Linked DNA regions of Bombyx mori: region 2 is linked to region 1. The links are chromatin contacts, called in public Hi-C maps. All regions are on one chromosome and are shown on one strand. The core of a region is the stretch at or near the end of the contact, and the rest is flanking DNA. Distances in the headings are between cores, read along the strand shown. Region 1 overlaps LOC101738242 (zinc finger protein 608). Region 2 overlaps LOC101738242 (zinc finger protein 608).

Region 1 (5,104 bases), core at 1,127-3,626:
GTTATTGTATAAACGTTAAAATAATGTATCTATATATATAAAGGCGGATTGCTGTTCGTTAGTCTCGCTAAAACTCGAGAACGGCTGGACCGATTTGGACAATTTTGGTCTGGAATTATCTGTGGAAGTCCAGAGAAGGTTTAAAAGGTAGATAAATACGAAAAAGTTTATTTTATACAAAAGTTTAGGTCTTTATTTATCGATTGAGGCACTACGAAGTTTGCCGGGTCAGCTAGTATAAGATAAATAATGCTCCCTCGATGTTATTAATTTGAAGTTTAAACTAAAAATAATTAAACAATCTGAAAGTGAGATAATAAAATTGAAAATTTATTTTTTCAAGTCTCAAGATGGACGGCATGGTTTATGATGTGATGCCATTTAAAACTAATTGGGACGGGAGTTCATCGGTCATGAGAAAAAAAAAAAATAATTTGCATATTTCGTTGCACTTAAAGCGAAATGTTTTCGGTATTCCATAATGATCTACAACATCAGAACTTGTTGTAATTTATGTTCGCAGTAATAAAGTCAGAAGTGAAATAAATAAAAAAAAAACCTGCGCATTAAGACAACTTTAAAATAAAATTTTCTTAAATATTTTTGTTTTAGCTTCAGTTTTGGAAATTTCAATCCCATATTATTATAAATATGGTATATAATTAAAATATTATTAAAGGAAACAATAAGGGTAACGCAATTATCTCTATTTTGTCTCGTAGCGATAAGCTGATGAACCACGGGTCGCCCGTTTGAAGCAATAAGTCATCCCTGTTTTAATTATAACTACGCAGTTAATATATTTTTATTATTTATTTAGATTTATTTAAAATCTTATTAATTACACAATATTTTTTAAACAAGATATTAAAATTACAAATTTTAAAAAATACACTATATAAAAATAGATTGCGGCTGATAGCGGTGCTTACGACACAAGCCACCAGTGGTTTGGACTCCAGAGTATTATTATTATTATTATTATTTTCTATTGCCCGTGGAGGCAGACGAGCATATGGCCCGCTTGATGATGAGTGGTTACCGTCGTCTATGGACTTCAGCAATGCCAGAGGCAGAGCCAAGCCGCTGCCTACAGTATATTGCAACCTGTACTTTGTGGTGACCAATTGGCGCAGTCGCAACGCCATATTAATGCTATTAACAATATTAATGCGCCATATTAATGAACACCGTTCTTCATATATGAGACCGTCAGCACCTAAAAGTGGCCTAACCCACAATTCTTTACATTCGCGCTTATATATTGCAATGTATTTAAAACATGATAAAAGTTTATGCAAAACCGGCCTGTCCCTAGTCTCACCCATAGAGAACACATATGGCTTTGTAAACATTATTTTTACGCGTATTGTTTTTGCCTACGAAGCAGTGTAAAAGTAAATTCCGACCTCATTATCTCCATTTTTCTTCTCCATCGCTCCCTCATTGAGGATCGTGCCTCCGTTTCAGCTTGTCGACTGCCAGCCTCCATCGGTTCCGGTCAGTAGCCTGGTTTAGTGCAGCGCTAAGTGGTCCGCTGGTTTGCTCGGAGATCTGGTCGGACCAACGTTTGGGGCACCGGCCACTAGGACGTATTATATACTAACTATGATAAGCTTAGGACGCTTTTGAGTTGACTGTCTCATATATGGGTTCCACTTCCTATCTATATCTGTCGCCGGAGTAGTAATTTGAAGGGTGAGACCGCTCTTGGAGACTTACTATTTGAGATCTCCACGTCATGCTTTCAATGTTATGTGAACACGCGCTCTATTTAACACTAGACTGGCCGTGAGAAGTACTATCTATGTAGGTACTAATGTTGTTTTTCGAATAAAAAAGCTTAGATTTGTGAAATTATTGTTCTATGAGATTGTTTAAAAATGTTTTAATAAAATTATCGTAAGTATTAAAATTATCAAATCACAATTATCTATCTAGCTTAGTTGAATCGATAAAAATTAAAACGAAGATAGTACATAAGTAGTGTGTGTTTTTTCCAAAGAGAATCATCAACATTACCTCAAAAAATGTACTGTCAGTTGTTTTTTAAGTTTGCGTTTCAAATATTACAGAGAACTTCTAGTCCAGCGATCTTAATACATAGGTAGGCAGCGGCTGGCTCTGCCCCTGGCATTGCTGAAGTCCATGGGCGACGGTAACCACTCACCATCAGGTGGGCCGTATGCTCGTCTGCCTACAAGGACAATAAAAAAAATACTTTTAACTCAGCGACGCACTTACATGCTTTTTACAAATACGCGACACCCCTACATAGTTACATTCAATAAATATATAGTTGAATTGAAGTTGGATCTAGCACATTCATTCAATTATACATAAATAATGTAATAAATGTAGTAGTAAAGATAAGAACTAGTAAACAGTTGTATGTGTATTCAGCCCATAGGGTACAAGAGTGATACAAATCTCTGGGGTCACCTTAGATAAAAATATTTTGTTTTGGAAAGTATTATTTAAATGAACATAAAAGTAATCAAATCTGAATCCTAATTAAATCTCGTTAAGGTTATTGTTGCTTTGTTTGTCAATTCAATCAGTCAAGTCAATACAAGTCAATGCTCTCGAAATTGTTTGATAATGTTCCACAAGTTCATTTATCAGATACCGTTGAAACTTCAGTGTCCGGCTCTTCAACGTACTACTGTTTTTTTTTCTTAGATGGGTGGACGAGCTCATGGCCCACCTGGCGTTAAGTGGTTACTGGAGCCCATAGACATCTACAACGTAAATGCGCCACCCACCTTGAGATAAGTTCTAAGGTAAGGTATAGTTACAACGGCTGCCCCACCCTTCAAACCGAAACGCATTACTGCTTCACGGCTGAAATAGGCGGGATGGTGATACCTACCCGTGCGGACTCACAAGATGTCCTACCACCAGTGATAATCGACATGATTAATGAAATAAGCACTTAACAATACACGCAAGCAACATACCATACAATTGGAGCCTCTGGGTCTGCGGAGGGACTTCGGTTCCCTCTGTATTTTGTACCGTATGTTCCATGGGGAGTGCTCTGAGGAATTGTTCGAGATGATACCAGCATCTCGTTTTTACCATCGCACCGCCCGCCACCGGAGTAGAGTTCATCCATACTACCTGGAGCCACTGCGGTCATCCACAGTGCGTTTCCAGAGATCTTTTTTGCCACGTACCATCCGGCTATGGAATGAGCTCCCCTCCACGGTGTTTCCCGAGCGCTATGACATGTCCTTCTTCAAACGAGGTTTATGGAGAGTATTAAGCGGTAGGCAGCGGCTTGGCTCTGCCCCTGGCATTGCTGAAGTCCATGGGCGACGGTAACCACTCACCATCAGGTGGGCCGTATGCCCGTCTGCCTACAAAGGCAATAAAAAAAAAAAAAAAAAAACAATAGTCTGTTTTCTTGTGATATTTGTATTGAATACAAACTGAATGAATTTCTAATGAATGCGAGTCTTTAATTGTCATCGAGTCATGACCCTCGTATAGAAATCCGTATCAAAACCGTGATGTTAAATTTTATAGCAGTCTTCCATGAAAAAGTCCGTTTTAGAAATTTTGCGAAAAAAGGTTTGCCATATTCGATTCATAATATAAAAAGGCCTCACTACTTCACGCTTAATATGCAAAATTTCAACATCAAACATGAAAACGCTGCTGCACACATGCAGTTAGTTACACGCAAATCGCGCTCAGATATTTTATTCACATTTCGTGTAAAAGTTATGTCGAAGTTTGAATTTACGGTTTTTTTTTTAAACTGGCCTGTCAGTTTGCTACCAAGGGCTACTTTTTTACTAAAAGTTTGAATTGATGGTCTAAGAAATATGTTACAGGCAAAATCAATGAATCATGTGCTCAACGCAAACACAGTGGAGGCTTTTGTAGTCGCAATGAACTTACACAATGAAAATTCAATCTTATTGTGAAGTGTATACAAATAATAAAAAAACGCCTAATCTAAAATCTTAATCAAATTCAAATGCGATGATTATTTCTATTTATTTAGCCCAATAGTTGAAAAGATAAACAAAGAGGGTAGATTTGCAGTATGCCTTATTGGTTTAAAAGTAAATATTGTCTCACTGTGAACTTCATTAAAAAGGTCTTCTGAAATTTTCTGTAGTATAAAAGAAATTAAATCGTATAGCCGTCAGACGAAACTTAAAATAAAAATAAAAACTTTGCTATCGACAGTAAAGTATTGCATCTGAATACTTCTGACTCGTTACTTCTCAAAGTGTGACTTACTGATACTGTATGAAAAACAATATTTTTGTACAGCTGTTTCATCATTAAAATCACATGTAATCAATATCCCAAATTTCAACAACATAAAATATCTTGACAGCACAGCCTTCTTAACCTTAATAAAATTTTCAACACAATTAGTTCTAAGTCGCCGTTTTTAGGCTAAGATTGTTTAAGCAATTCATCCCAAAGTTACACAGTCAAGAAGGTTAAAACGCCAAGAATAAGAGAAAAAAAATACACAATAATAATATGAACGAACGATATTTGCATAAAGTCGAATAGAACCGCACAGCTCCGATTTCGAGAGATCTTATTCCGACTAATTTCAATTTTAATTCTACATATAAATTTATAATATTAATTAAATTAATTAATTAAAAAATTAAACAATGATTTAAAATCAATCAAAAATTGGTCCGATAGGTTTGGTCTGGCGGTGAATCCTACCAAATGCCAGGCGTTAATTGTTGGTAGCCATCGAAATATGAGTAAGATCAGTAATTTTAAGCTGCCGCCTGTTGTTTTCAATGACATAATCATCCCCTTTAGCCGAAACGTGAAAAATCTTGGATTACACATTGACACTACACTTGGTTGGAGAGCGCAAATAACATCCATTAGTCAAAAAGTCATCAGGACCTTGCGATCACTCTATCGGCTAAAAAATATGCTACCATCAAATGTAAAGGCCATGCTTGTGCAGACTTTAATTTTCCCTATGGTAGACTACGGTGATGTGACTACTATGACCTGAATGCAGATCTCCTCAACAAACTAGACCGCCTTCTCAATAATTGCATTCGATTCGTTTTCAATCTTAGAAAATATGACCATGTGTCCGCGC
Region 2 (5,041 bases), core at 2,170-4,669, 58 kb before region 1:
TATCTAAGTAAATATCGTTACGCATAGAACATGTTTGGCCATTAGAATTTAAACAAATAGTAAATGTTCCTAATGGAATATTTACTATTTGTTTATTTATTTATTTAATATGTAACCGGTAACACAAAAACAATCAGGTTTAATACATAACCATGTATCTGTGACTAACGGGCCATGTAGCTTGATTAAAGCCAATTATAGTATTCACGCGATTATACTGTCACGATTTACGGATTGCCTCTCCATTTATAGAGAGACGCCTCTTTCATTAGTCTACCGTGAATTGCTATACCATTTCCATGTTCGACGACTAATGTCGTGGATAATTTTAAGTCTCTGGTCTGGTAACATGATCGTTCTGCTTTGGAAATTTACTATTGTTATTATATATATTTATTAATCTAATATTAAAAAAAAAAATCTAATATTTAGAATGAAAGACATGGCCGCTGAGTTTCTTGCCAGTTCTTCTCAGGACGGAGGCTAGTTTTTTTGAATTGGCGGTTTCTTTTGACGTTCAACAAGTATGTACTTTCATTTGGGTTGATTTTTTTTATTTTATTTGATTTGATTAGATGGGTTGACGAGCTCATGGCCCAACTGATGTTAAATGGTTACCGGTTACTCATAGACATCAACAACGTCACCCACTTTGCGACATAAGTTCTAATATCTATTGAAGCACCCTCGAATTCAGTCCTCTTCGATTTCGCTTTCAATGATTTAAATGATAATGCGCTCTGTATAATGATTACAAATCGATGCCTCCAATGAACACTACTCTAACTCAAAATTTTGAAATAATCGTTTTGCACGCAAATCGCTTCACTATGTTAAGAGTATTACAATTAATCATTATTGATGGGGTTCGAAGCAAGAGTGAATCAGCTAGTTACACAAAATAACCATAAATATATCCGCAATAATAAAGATTTTATCAACTTATTTCGTTTAAACGCTCCTCCTGTAAATCTACGAATTTGGAGTTAGCGTAGTGTTCATTGGAGGCATCGAAATTATCATTCAACTTTGTTTAGCTTCTAATAATACCATTTATGTACAAAAATTACGAGCGCTTCGACGAAAACAATTCTGTTCCATTTTATTTCGAAGAATTTACTCAGCTCTGACGATAAAATACGACTAAATATCTCATCCTCCATGTTATTTCCAGACTTTTCTTTATACCGTAATAAGAAAGTTCTAGCTTTTATGTTATGGATAGGATAATAATGTCATTCTGTGTATTGGAATCCATTGTTTATCTACATAATAATTCTATTTGTCCAGCAATCTTTACAAATCAACTATGTTGTAACCCTCTGTCCGTAAGCGGATAATCTCTTACCTGATGCATTTAAAATAAAATTAGTCAGCGTAACAAAACCATTTTAGAATAAACCACAACTAAGATTAAAAATAACCAAAGAAAAACTAATTAATAGCCAGATTGCTAACAGATTAACTAATAAACTATTTTGCAAACACTTCTGCGAAAATATGACGTGGTTTGTTGTTCAATAAAAATTTTAGGGTAAAATGAGTCACCAATTTTTTTTTCTTGGTGAAATAACAACAAAACATAGTTCGACTAAAAATTAGGAAAAAAAAGATGCATCTATCTATCTATCAATCGTTTTATAATATGTTCTTCCGATCAGTTAAAGTGTAGTTTAACAATCGGTTGTACCAGGGCGACATAAACGCTAAGAACTAGCCGTCGAGTGAACGAAGGTCGTCGTAAGAACCAGTTTGGTGGGGTGCAAGGTGCTGCGGGCCAGGTTAAGTGCACTGCATTAACATCATCGCCCGCCCTTTCGTGTCTGCTTATCTTCTGGTCTAGGCAATTTAAATGGGCCTATTGAAGGCAATTTAAATGAGCCCATAGAATTGTTATGTGCCGCCAGCGCTTCTACACGTAAACAGTACAGTGTAATTGAAATTATTGCGGCTAAGATAATATTATCGATGATGTTTGCTGTTAAAACAAATAATAGTTAAAAAAAATATTACAAAATACGCTTTTATAGAAAATTCAACTAAAAAGTTGAAAATAAATTTTAATAAATTTGAATTAAAAATAGTGTAAGAAAAAATGATTTTACTGTAAAAAAAGCGTTTTTTGTTAGTTTTTTTTAAACTATTATTTATTTTTCATTTTTTAGTTGAATTTCAATTTTTTCAAATTTGTTTTAAATACATATTAAGTTGTCATCGGTCCTTAATAAGTATACCAAAAATTTGAGTTAATCCAACGTTTTGAAGGGAGTCAAAATCATGTTTAAAAATTGCGTTACATACTAACATACATACTTACGTATGAAGCTAATAAAAATCTGATAACGTTCAAACGTAACCTCTGAGAATAATAAATATCATTATGAACAATTTTCTGAAATGAATTCTAAAGTATTGAAGTTTCTTTTCACGTGTAGTCATTCGTATTACGTAGGACAGGTATTATGAAAACTCGACGATGCGGTCGGGACCGCTACTAAGATTTTTCCCCACAAATGTGTAAATTGGAATTCATTTTGTGGCTTTCGTTCGGCTTTTCGCCGGCCGACTTCAACGTTTATCGCTTCCAATATCGTTTCAAACAGCGTAACAAATACATTTTATACACACGCTTACTTACATCTCTTTATTCTCGATTCACGGGCTTATTTTTTTTTTGTGTGAAGCGAATTTATTTTGCGTTCTTTTTACGAAGTACAGAATATAAATAGAATGCTGTAAGTACAAACAAATATTTTTTTGTTTATTCAAAGTTATGTTGTGTTATTAAAAAAACATTGAAAAAATTTCAAAGTAGCAATATATCGTTTCAAACTGCGTAACAAATACATGTTATACACACGCTTACTTACATCTCTTTATTCGCGATTCACGGGCTTATTTTTCTTGTGTGAAGCGAATTTATTTTGCGTTCTTTTTACGAAGTACAGAACATAAATAGAATGCTGTAAGTACAAACAAATATTTTTGTATTTATTCAAAGTTATGTTGTGTTATTAAAAACATTTTGAAATTTTCAAAGTAGAAAATGAAACAAAAACTATTTGTGTTACAATCACTAAATAAAATAGAACGTTCGTGAAATATATTTACGACCGAAACACTAACAATATTCTATATTCAAAAGCTCCATTAACATTAAAACGTCACCTAATATTTAAGTTGCTCGAACCATTAACATCCCAAGTAACTTGGAAATAATATCAGTGATCTTCTTTGTTTAATTTAGCGGGACTACCGACCGAAATCTGGAGGCGCGAGGGTAGCTTCGGTTTCCATAACAACACGCGCCTGGTGGTTGTGGCCCCCCGCGCCCCGCACGGACCCCGCGCGCTATCGATCTCACCCCTCCCCGCTCACCGTCCCCTCCAAATCAAATTACAGGAGCGAGCGCCAGCAAGCGAGCGACTCTGCTTTGCCGCTAACCAAACTCGGCTTGCAACTTGACTCGACTCAAACAGACTCAGCTCCGTACTCAACGTGTCATCTCTGTATTGTCCTCATGGTATTTTAATTAACGCCTCTGTGCCTTCTATCTAGTATCTGAGTCGACTATTATCAAAGCCGGCAATGTGACTTTTGGACAATTATTGGTGAATCAGAAAAACGAATTATTGACTTTGTATTCCATTGGCAGTCACAAAACTCTTCTGAACGACATCTTAGATAAATAACAGGTTAAGTTAATACTTTATTTAATGTAGGTTTTGAACCGTATTCTTTGAAGGAGACGATTATATTCAAATCAATCTGTATCGCCATATCAATAACATTTTTTTGTCCAAATGCACCGATTGCCACCTTTGATAATAGACGACTCATCTAGCAAACTACACGTCACTTTATTCAATAATACTTTAAATTCAGTTTAACCATTTAATAATGTTGGCACCAATGTGTAAACTCTTACGTAATTAGGTCTTTTTTATTAACACACCTATTTAAAGTATACGAATTAACTTTAGTAGCTTTTTTTCCTGTTTTGATGTGAATGAATTAATAGATAAGGAATTTGATGTTATGGACCTTTCTGGGTATACATAGTTTCATAAATTGTACAGTAGTTAATTTGTTTGCCTATCTGTTTGTTCGTTTGTATATTTATTCGTTGGAGAAAAACAAAAAACAACTATTTTGCTGAAAGTTTTTATATATCTAATACAAAGTTAATACTTAACGCCGCATTTTCAAATCCCGCAAACAAATATAAATGTTCACAAGGAAATACACACTTAACACGTGTTCACGAAGGCCTTACACGACGTAGGAACAACTTTTTTGTAATTAAAATCGAAAAAGCAATTTTATAAGTTTGCGTAATTATCCGTCGTATTACAAATACGACGGATAATTACAAGATCGCACGTCTTGTTTCGGAAAACGACCGGTTTGATTGGCGACAATCGTTATACGATTCAATTGAGACTTATCATGTTTCACCCATGGATATAGTCCACTCAGTTTCTCACCGCATCTTCTTAGGTCGTCGCGGTTCAGCAAAGTTTTTTTTTTATTGCTTAGATGGGTGGACGAGCTCACAGCCCACCTGGTGTTAAGTGGTTACTGGAGCCCATAGACATCCATAACGTAAATGCGCCACCCACCTTGAGATATAAGTTCGAAGGTCTCAAGTATAGTTACAACGGCTGCCCCACCCTTCTAACCGAAATGCATTACTGCTTCACGGCAGAAATAGGCAGGGCGGTGGTACCTACCCGCGCGGACTCACAAGAGGTCCTGCCACCAGTAAAAAACTGTAGTAGTGCTAGTCTTACTAGGGCAGATGTTAGCAAAGTCTTCTAAATTTTGCTTCATGAGCTTGTGCACTAGTGTAGATGAAATCAGAAAACCAGCCCCTCGAGGCTACGGGCGCATAGGTAGACAAAAAAACCATAAACTCTTAAAGTGGGTGGCGGTATTCACGTTCTAATGACTATGGATGGTTAGCCATTGAATACACGTACAAGGCGGGCCTAGAGTTGATTCATCAATATAAGTAATAAATAAAATATACTCCAATATA

Evidence for each region. Hi-C and Micro-C count contacts between places; a contact is called where the count stands out from the background.
Region 2: a contact with region 1 is called in a Hi-C map of midgut, with 1.7 times the contacts expected there. The contact joins two enhancer-like sites. A contact is called at or near these places in 2 of 7 Hi-C or Micro-C datasets (midgut and whole pupa).

Annotation. Positions count from the first base shown.
Region 1 is chr19:10,780,018-10,785,121 of ASM3026992v2, reverse strand. All of the region lies in intron 3 of LOC101738242 (zinc finger protein 608), which reads left to right. Among protein-coding and RNA genes, the nearest start is that of LOC101738242, 70 kb to the left of the region's middle. Within about 2 kb of position 2,376, at least 1 of the 8 cell types and tissues checked has open chromatin away from gene starts, as enhancers often do.
Region 2 is chr19:10,839,044-10,844,084 of ASM3026992v2, reverse strand. The region is part of intron 1 of LOC101738242 (zinc finger protein 608); the gene reads left to right. Among protein-coding and RNA genes, the nearest start is that of LOC101738242, 11 kb to the left of the region's middle. Within about 2 kb of position 3,419, at least 5 of the 8 cell types and tissues checked have open chromatin away from gene starts, as enhancers often do.